Regions from separate parts of the Callithrix jacchus genome. Here region 2 is linked to region 1. A link is a contact called in public Hi-C data. All regions are on one chromosome and are shown on one strand. The core of a region is the stretch at or near the end of the contact, and the rest is flanking DNA. Distances in the headings are between cores, read along the strand shown. Region 1 overlaps SEPTIN9 (septin 9). Region 2 overlaps SEPTIN9 (septin 9).

Region 1 (3,986 bases), core at 954-3,453:
CCCTAGAGCACCAGGCAGCAGAGAAAGGCTGACAACCTCACGCCCTACTTCCGCTAAGGGAATGAGGCCAGGCCTCTGGGAAGGCCAGCTCCTCGCTCCTAGGAGAGCCCCAGGGGAAGCTTCATCAGCTGCTGAGTTGGTCTCAGTGGAACCACATGTGGTGGGTGGGAGGGGTTTGGGTGGTGCCACCTCGGAACAGGAAGCAGACAAAGGCATAGAAGCAGAGGCAGAGAATGGGCTTCAGGAGCTTCCTCAGAGGGAGAGCTGAGCAAGGGGACAGACTGGGGACACTTAGCTTCCACAACCTGAAGCACAGACAGTTGGTCTCACACGCAGGCTGGGCAGCCACACCACCAAGAACCAGGGGCATGTCTGCAGGGCGGGCCTCAGGAGGCCCCGGGCTGCCCCTGCCATCCACCCAGAAAGACCAAAGCCCAGGCTTTCCCAGGTTGGGCGCACGTCCAGCCAGGTCCTGGGCAGAGCTGAGGCTCCCTGGCTGGCCTGAGAGGGGGCGATCGAGGCCAGGCCAAGCCCAGGACTTCCCCACTCCTCCCCACCTCCCAGCAGAGCCAGCTGGACATATAAAAAGAAGAGAAGCAAATCAAGAGCCCAGAGCATGAGGCTGGACCAGCCCTTACACCGCACGCAAAGATAAACTCAACCTGCATCAAAGACATGAACTCAAGAGCTAAAACCACAAAACTCTTAGAAGAAAACGCAGGGGAAAGCCTCATGACGCTGCATTTGGCAATGATTTCTTGGATAGGGCATCAAAAGTACATGCAACAGGAGAACAAACAGATAAAGTGGAACATCATCAAAATTGAAAACATTTGCATATCAGGCCCAGCGCAGCGGATCATGCCTGTAATCCCAACGGTTTGGGAGGCTGAGGCAGGTGGATCACCTGAGGTAAGGAGTTCGAGACCAGCTTGGCCAACATGGTGAAACCCTGTCTCTGCTAAAAATACAAAAATTAGCTGTGCATGGTGGTGCATGCACGTAAGCCCAACTACTTGGGAGGCTGAGGCAGGAGAATCACTGGAACCAGGGAGGCAGAGGTTGCCGTGAGCCGAGATCATGCCACTACACTCCAGCCTGGGCAACAGAGTAAGACTTCATCTCAAAAAAAGAAAAAGCATTTGCATATCAAAGGGCACTAAGAGCGTGGTGAGAAGGTGATCCTTGGAATGGCAGTAAATCACAGGTCGGACCCGGGATGAGTATCAGATACTAATCTACAGATCGCCTAACAGTCAGCAACAACAAAGGGTGAAGGACTTGAACAGACATTTCTCCAAGAACATGTGCACATGAGCAATAAACACCAGAAGATACCACTGGGGAAATGTAGATCAAAACCACAAGGAGAGACCCCTCACAGCCACGAGCTCCGAGGAGGCGGGAAGACGCCTGGAGGGTAGTGGCCAGCTCCAGGCTGCCCCTAGAATTCTCCCAGATGCTGAGACCCACCCCGGCACCCCACCAGGAGCACAGGAATGAGTGGAAAAGGCCAGCGGCCACCCCAAACGGCCAGAGGGGGCCAGCAAGGGGTCTGGGACATGGAACCATTCTGTGCATCCAGACACAGGGGGACAATAAGGGGATGAAAGGTGGCCCCTAAAGTTTACGTCCACCCAGAGCCTGTGAACATGGCCTATTTGGAAAAACAGTCTTTGCAGATGTTATGATGTTAAGGATCTTGAGATGAGACCATCTTGTATTACCCAGTGTACCCTAAATCCAAGAACGAGTGTCCTTCTAAGAGACAGGCAGAGGGAGATTTGGGGCAAAGAAGGAGGCCCCGTGACAACAGAGGCAGAGACCCAGTGATGTGACCATGAGCCAAGGAACACCAAGGGTTGTGGGAGCCACCAGAAGCCACAAGAGGTGAGAAGCAGGCTCCCCCTCCGAGCCTCTGGAAGGAACTAGCCTGCTGATGCTGTGATTTTGGACTTCCGGCCTTCAGAATGGTGAGAGAAGAAATGTCTGGTGTTTTGAGCCACCCAGTTTGTGGCACTCGGTGACGGCAGCCTCAGGAAACCACTACAGGGACCAGAGTCCCCACAGGGCCAAGCAGGAAGTGGGTGCAGGGCACATCAGGCCAGGCCTCTCACCCTGGAGATGGAAAAGCAGAGCTGGAGAGGTTGAGATGGGACAGGCACTGCGCGTCCAGGGGTAAGAACTCCCAGGGAATGGCAGAGGCCATCGGGGACAGCAGATCAAGGGACAGGAGGGAGGGGTGAGGGCTGAGGCACTAGCCTTCATGGGGCCTCAGCTCCCTGTCCACTGGTGACCTGGGGCCCCCCTAAGAGGAGCTGGGGTCTTCGCTGTGCCTCACTGCATCAGTGGGCCCTGGAGACATCCAGCAACAGCATGGCAGAGCCCCCCCCAGGACCCTGGGCTTGCATTCACCACCATGCACAGACGTCCACGCCCCCTGCCTGCAGCTCACCCTCATGGCCTGTTCCCAGCCTCCCAGCCCCACAGAGCTCCCCAGTGGAAAGTTCCCTTCTTGGAGACTCTCTCCCTGCTGAAATACAAGCTCTTGGAACAAGATAAAACTGCTTAATTTGTAAAAGCCACAAAGCCCGGTCCAGAACAAAAAAAAACCTCCGACCCTTGGCTGGAAGGAGTGGCCCGCCATGCCTTAGCGGCCAGTCACCGCTCCATGACTCACGCCGGCCCCCTGACAAACCCTCCAGCACCTTCCCAGGGGAAGGCCGCAGCCCCCAGGGAGGGCGGGAGAGTCCCCAAGCCAGACCGGAGCCAGACACTGCCGGGGGAGGGACGAGAGGGCAGGTCTCAGGGCTCCCGGGGCTTCCCTGGGCTAGGCAGACAGTCATGGACACGCTGGGGTAGGACCACCCCCTCCCACAAACCCTTCCTGGGCAGCTGCAGGGCAACCTGAGCTGGACACGCCTCACACGCCAGCCCAGTGGGGCATGGGGCACCCACAGCCACGTCTAGAAGTCACTGGGCCGTTGTCTGCCAGGGTGGCCTCTGTCACACAGACATGGAGTCCTCCCCACGGCCCCTCCTCAGGCCAGAGCACGTGGGGATCAGAGCAGTTCTCACAGTGCCATGTGGCCAGAAAAAGCGGCAAGAGCCACACCCCAAAAAGAGGAAGAGCCCCTCAGTGAGGGAAGAAGCACCCAGAAAACTCAGGATGCTCAGAAGCCCGCAGGAGGTGGGGGCGCTGCCTGGGGGCCGGGCTGCTCCCACCCCTCACCTTGTAGATGACGGAACTTCGGCCCAGAGCTGCCAAATGCCTTGCTCAAGGCCACCCAGCAGGGACAGGAAGGGAACTCACTTCCCCAGGGACTGCTTGGGAGCTCTCAGGTCTGGCCAGGACGAGAACCTTGTCAGGGAAACAGCGAGGGGATCCCCGTGTTCATTCGGAAGGCAGCCAGTTTACAACTGAGTTTTTTAAAATGTATGGGGTTTTTTTTGTTTTGTTTTGTTTTATTTTTTTTTCAGGAAAACACATCTGAATGGGATTTTGCAGAAAGCATCTTTCTTCAAGGCACAGCCCAAGGGGAGGTCCCCACTTCACCCCTGGCTGTGCTGTCCTCAGCCAAGGCCAGCAGGGATCAGAGTACTCTCTGGGGCACAGCACTGGCTGCTTTCAAAGAGTGTTTTGTTGAGTTCATGAAAAGCCCGTGTTTAGTGAGCCTGGGAGGTGCCACCACTTCCACCTCCCCAGAGAGCACCCCCTCAACCCACGCCTCTCTGCCCGGCTCTCAGATCCCCTGCTGGTCACCCATCTGGGCCTTCATCTATAAAATGAAGGCCGAACCAGAGGCTCCCCGAGGCCCCTGACAGCCAGGAGGGTGGAGTGACGTCCTCCCGGGCTGGTGGTCGAGGAGGCAGGGGACTGCCCAGGCTGCCTGGTGGAGTGGCCACTCTGAAGACTGCTCCACTGTGCAGCCCTGGGGAAGGCCTCTCCCAGCACTCCCTGTCCTGCAGCTCCTGCTGGGCTGAGA
Region 2 (3,986 bases), core at 1,043-3,542, 170 kb before region 1:
ATAAGAAGGTCCCGAAGGTAGGCAAACTCACAGTGTGTGGTGTTTTCAACTAGGAGAAGAGACAGGAGGGGCTTTAATGTCCCGGTGGAGAAGCTCTGCCCAGACCCCATCTCTCTGCTCCTGCCCAGGAACGCTGATGCTGATAGCAGAGACTGAGGACAGCCCCGTGGGCAGGAGGGCAGGGGAGCCAGCTGCTCTGAGTATGGGACACCTGGCACTGCTCTCAGTCCATGGGATACTGGGGTGACTGGTATCAGCTCCTGCTTTCCAGAAAGCTCTGGGCTAATGGGAGATGGCAGTGACCAGGCCAAACACGCGCATGGGAGAAAGCCACAGTGCAGAAGCCAGGGCACCACTGGGTGGCCAGGGAGAGCAGGATGTCCCAGCAGAGACCTGGAGACAGGCAGTGGGCTGGGCTGCTGGAAATGGGATGAGGCAGGAATCAGAGCTGGGATTTTTAAAGAAAACCCATGGCCCTCAGGGTGTTACCCCACCCGGCCCCGTCCACCTTGTTTAGCACTGCTGATTCTTGAGCTTGTGAAAGGTCATCCACAGTAGGTGGCCTCTGTGTGTGAACACGTGTGTCCTGTGTGTGTGTGCTCTGAACACAGGCAGGGACACATGCACTTCATACAACATGCACAGGAAAAACAGAGAGAGAGAGACAGAGAGAGACAGAGAGAGAGAGAAACACAAGAACTGTGTTTTGTCTGAGTTCCACAGCCGTAAGGCTGGAGGGGGATTCAGAACCCACACACTGGGCTCCAGGCTGCTCCATCAGGGAGCCACGTGGATTTTCCCCAAGTTAAAAATATCTGGTTTTAGGCTGGGCACGGTGGCTCACACCTATAATCCCAGCACTTTGGGAGGCCGAGGCAGGTTAATCATGAGGTCAGGCATTCAAGACCAACCTGGCCTTGAATGGTGAAATCCTGTCTTTACTGAAAATACAAAAAAATTAGCTCAGCATGGTGGCAAGCACCCGTAATCCCAGCTACTCGGGAGGCTGAGACAGAAGAATCGCCTGAATAAAGGGAGGGAGTGGAGGTTGCAGTGAACTGAGATGGTGCCACTGTACTCCAGCCTGGGCAGCAGAGTGAGACTGTCTCCAAAAAAGAAAAAATATATATATATACACACACACACACACACACGTTGTGTGTGTATATATATATATATATATATGTATCTATGTGTATATATGTACATAAATATGTATATGTGTGTATGTATATGTATATGTGTGTTATGTATATATGTGTGCATATATGTATGTGTATGTGTATATATGTATATATGTGTGCATATATGTATATGTGTATATATGTATATGTGTATATATATGTATATGTACATGTGTGTGTATATGTATATATGTGTGTATATATACGCTATGGTTTTTTACTTGGCAGGCCAGCAGGCAGGGTCAGGGCCTCCACATTGCCTCTTCTGCCCTCAGGTGCTCTTGGTTCTACGCCAGTTGCCTTTGCCTGGGCCCTGCCCTCCTGCCATGGCCCGCGCAGAGCAGTGTCCACCACTCTCATCTAACTCTGAGGGCAGAGAGAGCCGACAGGAAGAATGGGGCTCTCGAGTTGGAGTCGGAGTGTGTGATCGCTGCTCCCTGGCTTGGGCAAGTTATTCTCATTCCCTCAGTATCCAAATGGGGATAATAACATCAGCTACTTCTCAGGGACATAAGATTAAATGAGTTCATGGCCTGATTAATTTCACCCCACACTTCTGTTGACAATACTCGGGGTGGTTTCTAAGGATAGGAAAGATGCCCTTCACCAAGTGGGAGACAAGAATGAGCCAGGGCCCTTACTGGCCCGGTATCAGGTAAACTGTGAACTCAGGCAGCCCCGATATAAAAACCCATCCACGTTGAAGGCACGTTTCCAGGGTCCTCATATAAGTCTGCTTAAATGTGGGCCCCACCACCTCACAACTGTCCTGACAGGTTCCAGACTGTTCCTTAACTGGAGTCAGTGGCGCTCCCCAAGGCACAGGTCAGAGAGCTGCAGGGACCCCAGCCTCGTGCATTTCCAGTTTCAGGCACCGGCCGCCTGCAATACTCAACGTTGGCCACCAGAGTGCAGCAGAAGCACGCCCAGAGCAAAGCCGTCGGCACCTCCCAAGCCCATCTACTGCAGGCTCTCCTAATCCTGCCTTTCATAAAAAGGTTCCTAAACAGCAAGAATTATTTGGGCAGAGAGGAAGAGAGGAAATGCAGGCAGAGGGGCCAAAGGGATACAAGCCAGCCTGACACCACAGGTGGATACTGGTAAACACCCAAGCTGTACCCAGCTGGGCAGCTCCCACAGGGTGGGCCTGGTAGGGGTGGCAGCAGGGGAGGAGGGCAGATGGGAAATGACTGGTGTGCCTCTCCACACCCGCCTCCAGGCACGAACTCCCATCTCGAGGGAGTCTGGTGCAGGCCTGGAGCTGTGCATTCTAGAGCTGCCTCCCATTCTAGGTCCCTCTGCTCACTGCACCTCTTGCACCTCTCTGCAAGGAGGGTTGGTGCGGGGAGCTTCAGGTATAAATGAGATGACCCATGTGAAGTGAGCAGCGCAGGAGCATTCGACGCCTCCTGGTAACTGTCATTATGACTATTTTCTTAGAGCAACAGTTTCCTGAAAAGCTCTAGTGGCCTTTGGGACAGTCTCTCAACTCTCTGCAATCTTGGCACACTGCACCCTTTGCGGATGATGAAAACTGAGGCCCTGGAACACTAAGAGACTTCTGCTTCCTCCTCTACTGGGACTTTCAGCCATGTGCTCTCCCAGAACAAAGTGGCTTTTCCTGCTCCATTTCCCTCTGCACCTTCCCCTCTTCCATTCTAATGAGAAAGGAAGGGACAGAGAGAGGAAGAGGAAGGAAACATTTAGGCCCATCCCTCCTGGGGTGCCACTGCCAGGAGTGGGTTGAACTGTGGCCTCCCAGGGGCTCCCATCCATTCAAAGATATGGTCAAGGTCCAGGCTCTGGTACCCATGACTGTGACCTTACCTGGAAACAGTCTTTCTTTAAAGATTAATTAAGGATCCCCAGATGGGATCATCCACTTAGGGGAGGCCCTAAGCCCAAAGACAGACATCCTTAGAACAAGGAGGAAAGAGGCCGGGCGCGGTGGCTCACGCCTGTAATCCCAGCACTTTGGGAGGCTGAGGCGGGTGCATGACCTGAGGTCAGGAGTTTGAGACCAGCCTGACCAACATGGCGAAACCCCATCTCTACTAAAAAGGCAAAAATTAGTCAGGTGTGGTGGTGCCTGCCTGTAATCCCAGCTACTAAGGAGGCTGAGGCAGGAGAATCACTGGAACCGGGAGGTGGAGTTTGCAGTGAGCCAAGATCCGGCCACTGCACTCCAGGCCTGGGTGACACAGCAAGACCCCATCTCAAAAAAAAAATAAATAAATAAAAGGACGGAGGAAGGGAGGGGACAGAGACACAGGGAAAAAGGCCTTGTAACAATGGGGCAGAGATTAGAGCGTGTGATGCCTATACAAGACAAGGAGGACTGTGTGGTGCCACCAGGAGGAAGGCACCGAAGAGGTTGGTCCTCAGGCCTTCTGGCCTCTAGAACCGTGAGAATACATTTGTGTTGTTTTAATACCTCTAGTTTGTATGCTAATTGTTTACAACAGCCACATTCCGGAAACTTCAGCAGGGCAAAGGTCCGAGGGTCCATCTGGCTCACAGAGCCACAGCCCACACCTTTTCTAGGCCCAGAAAGGTTGGTGATTTGTCTGGGGCCACACAGGTGCCTGTGAAAGAGCCTGCACCAGGACCTAGAACTTGGGGGCCCCCATCCTAGCTCCCATCTCCCGGAATCTTTCTCTGCCCTGGGGGAGATCTGGAGTGGAGGCACCTGCACAAGCCACTCGCCTGCTCCCTGTCCTATGGATTGGGTGGGGACAAGGAGACCCCCCCGCCGCTCTGGGTGGAGCAATGTAGCGGCTCAGGTTTGGCCCACGGGCTCTG

What was found. A called contact is a pair of places that touch in the nucleus more often than the background predicts.
Region 2: a Hi-C map of induced pluripotent stem cells shows a contact between it and region 1, with 3 times the contacts expected there. The contact joins two enhancer-like sites. A contact is called at or near these places in 3 of 3 Hi-C or Micro-C datasets (induced pluripotent stem cells and skeletal muscle).

What each region holds. Positions count from the first base shown.
Region 1 is chr5:133,144,633-133,148,618 of calJac240_pri, reverse strand. The region is part of intron 2 of SEPTIN9 (septin 9); the gene reads right to left. Among named protein-coding and RNA genes, the nearest start is that of SEPTIN9, 41 kb to the right of the region's middle. Within about 2 kb of position 2,203, at least 3 of the 16 cell types and tissues checked have an H3K27ac peak or open chromatin away from gene starts, as enhancers often do.
Region 2 is chr5:133,312,432-133,316,417 of calJac240_pri, reverse strand. It overlaps SEPTIN9 (septin 9), which reads right to left. Exons shown (of 12, transcript XM_035301885.3): 11 at 1-49. Among named protein-coding and RNA genes, the nearest start is that of SEPTIN9, 210 kb to the right of the region's middle. Within about 2 kb of position 2,292, at least 5 of the 16 cell types and tissues checked have an H3K27ac peak or open chromatin away from gene starts, as enhancers often do.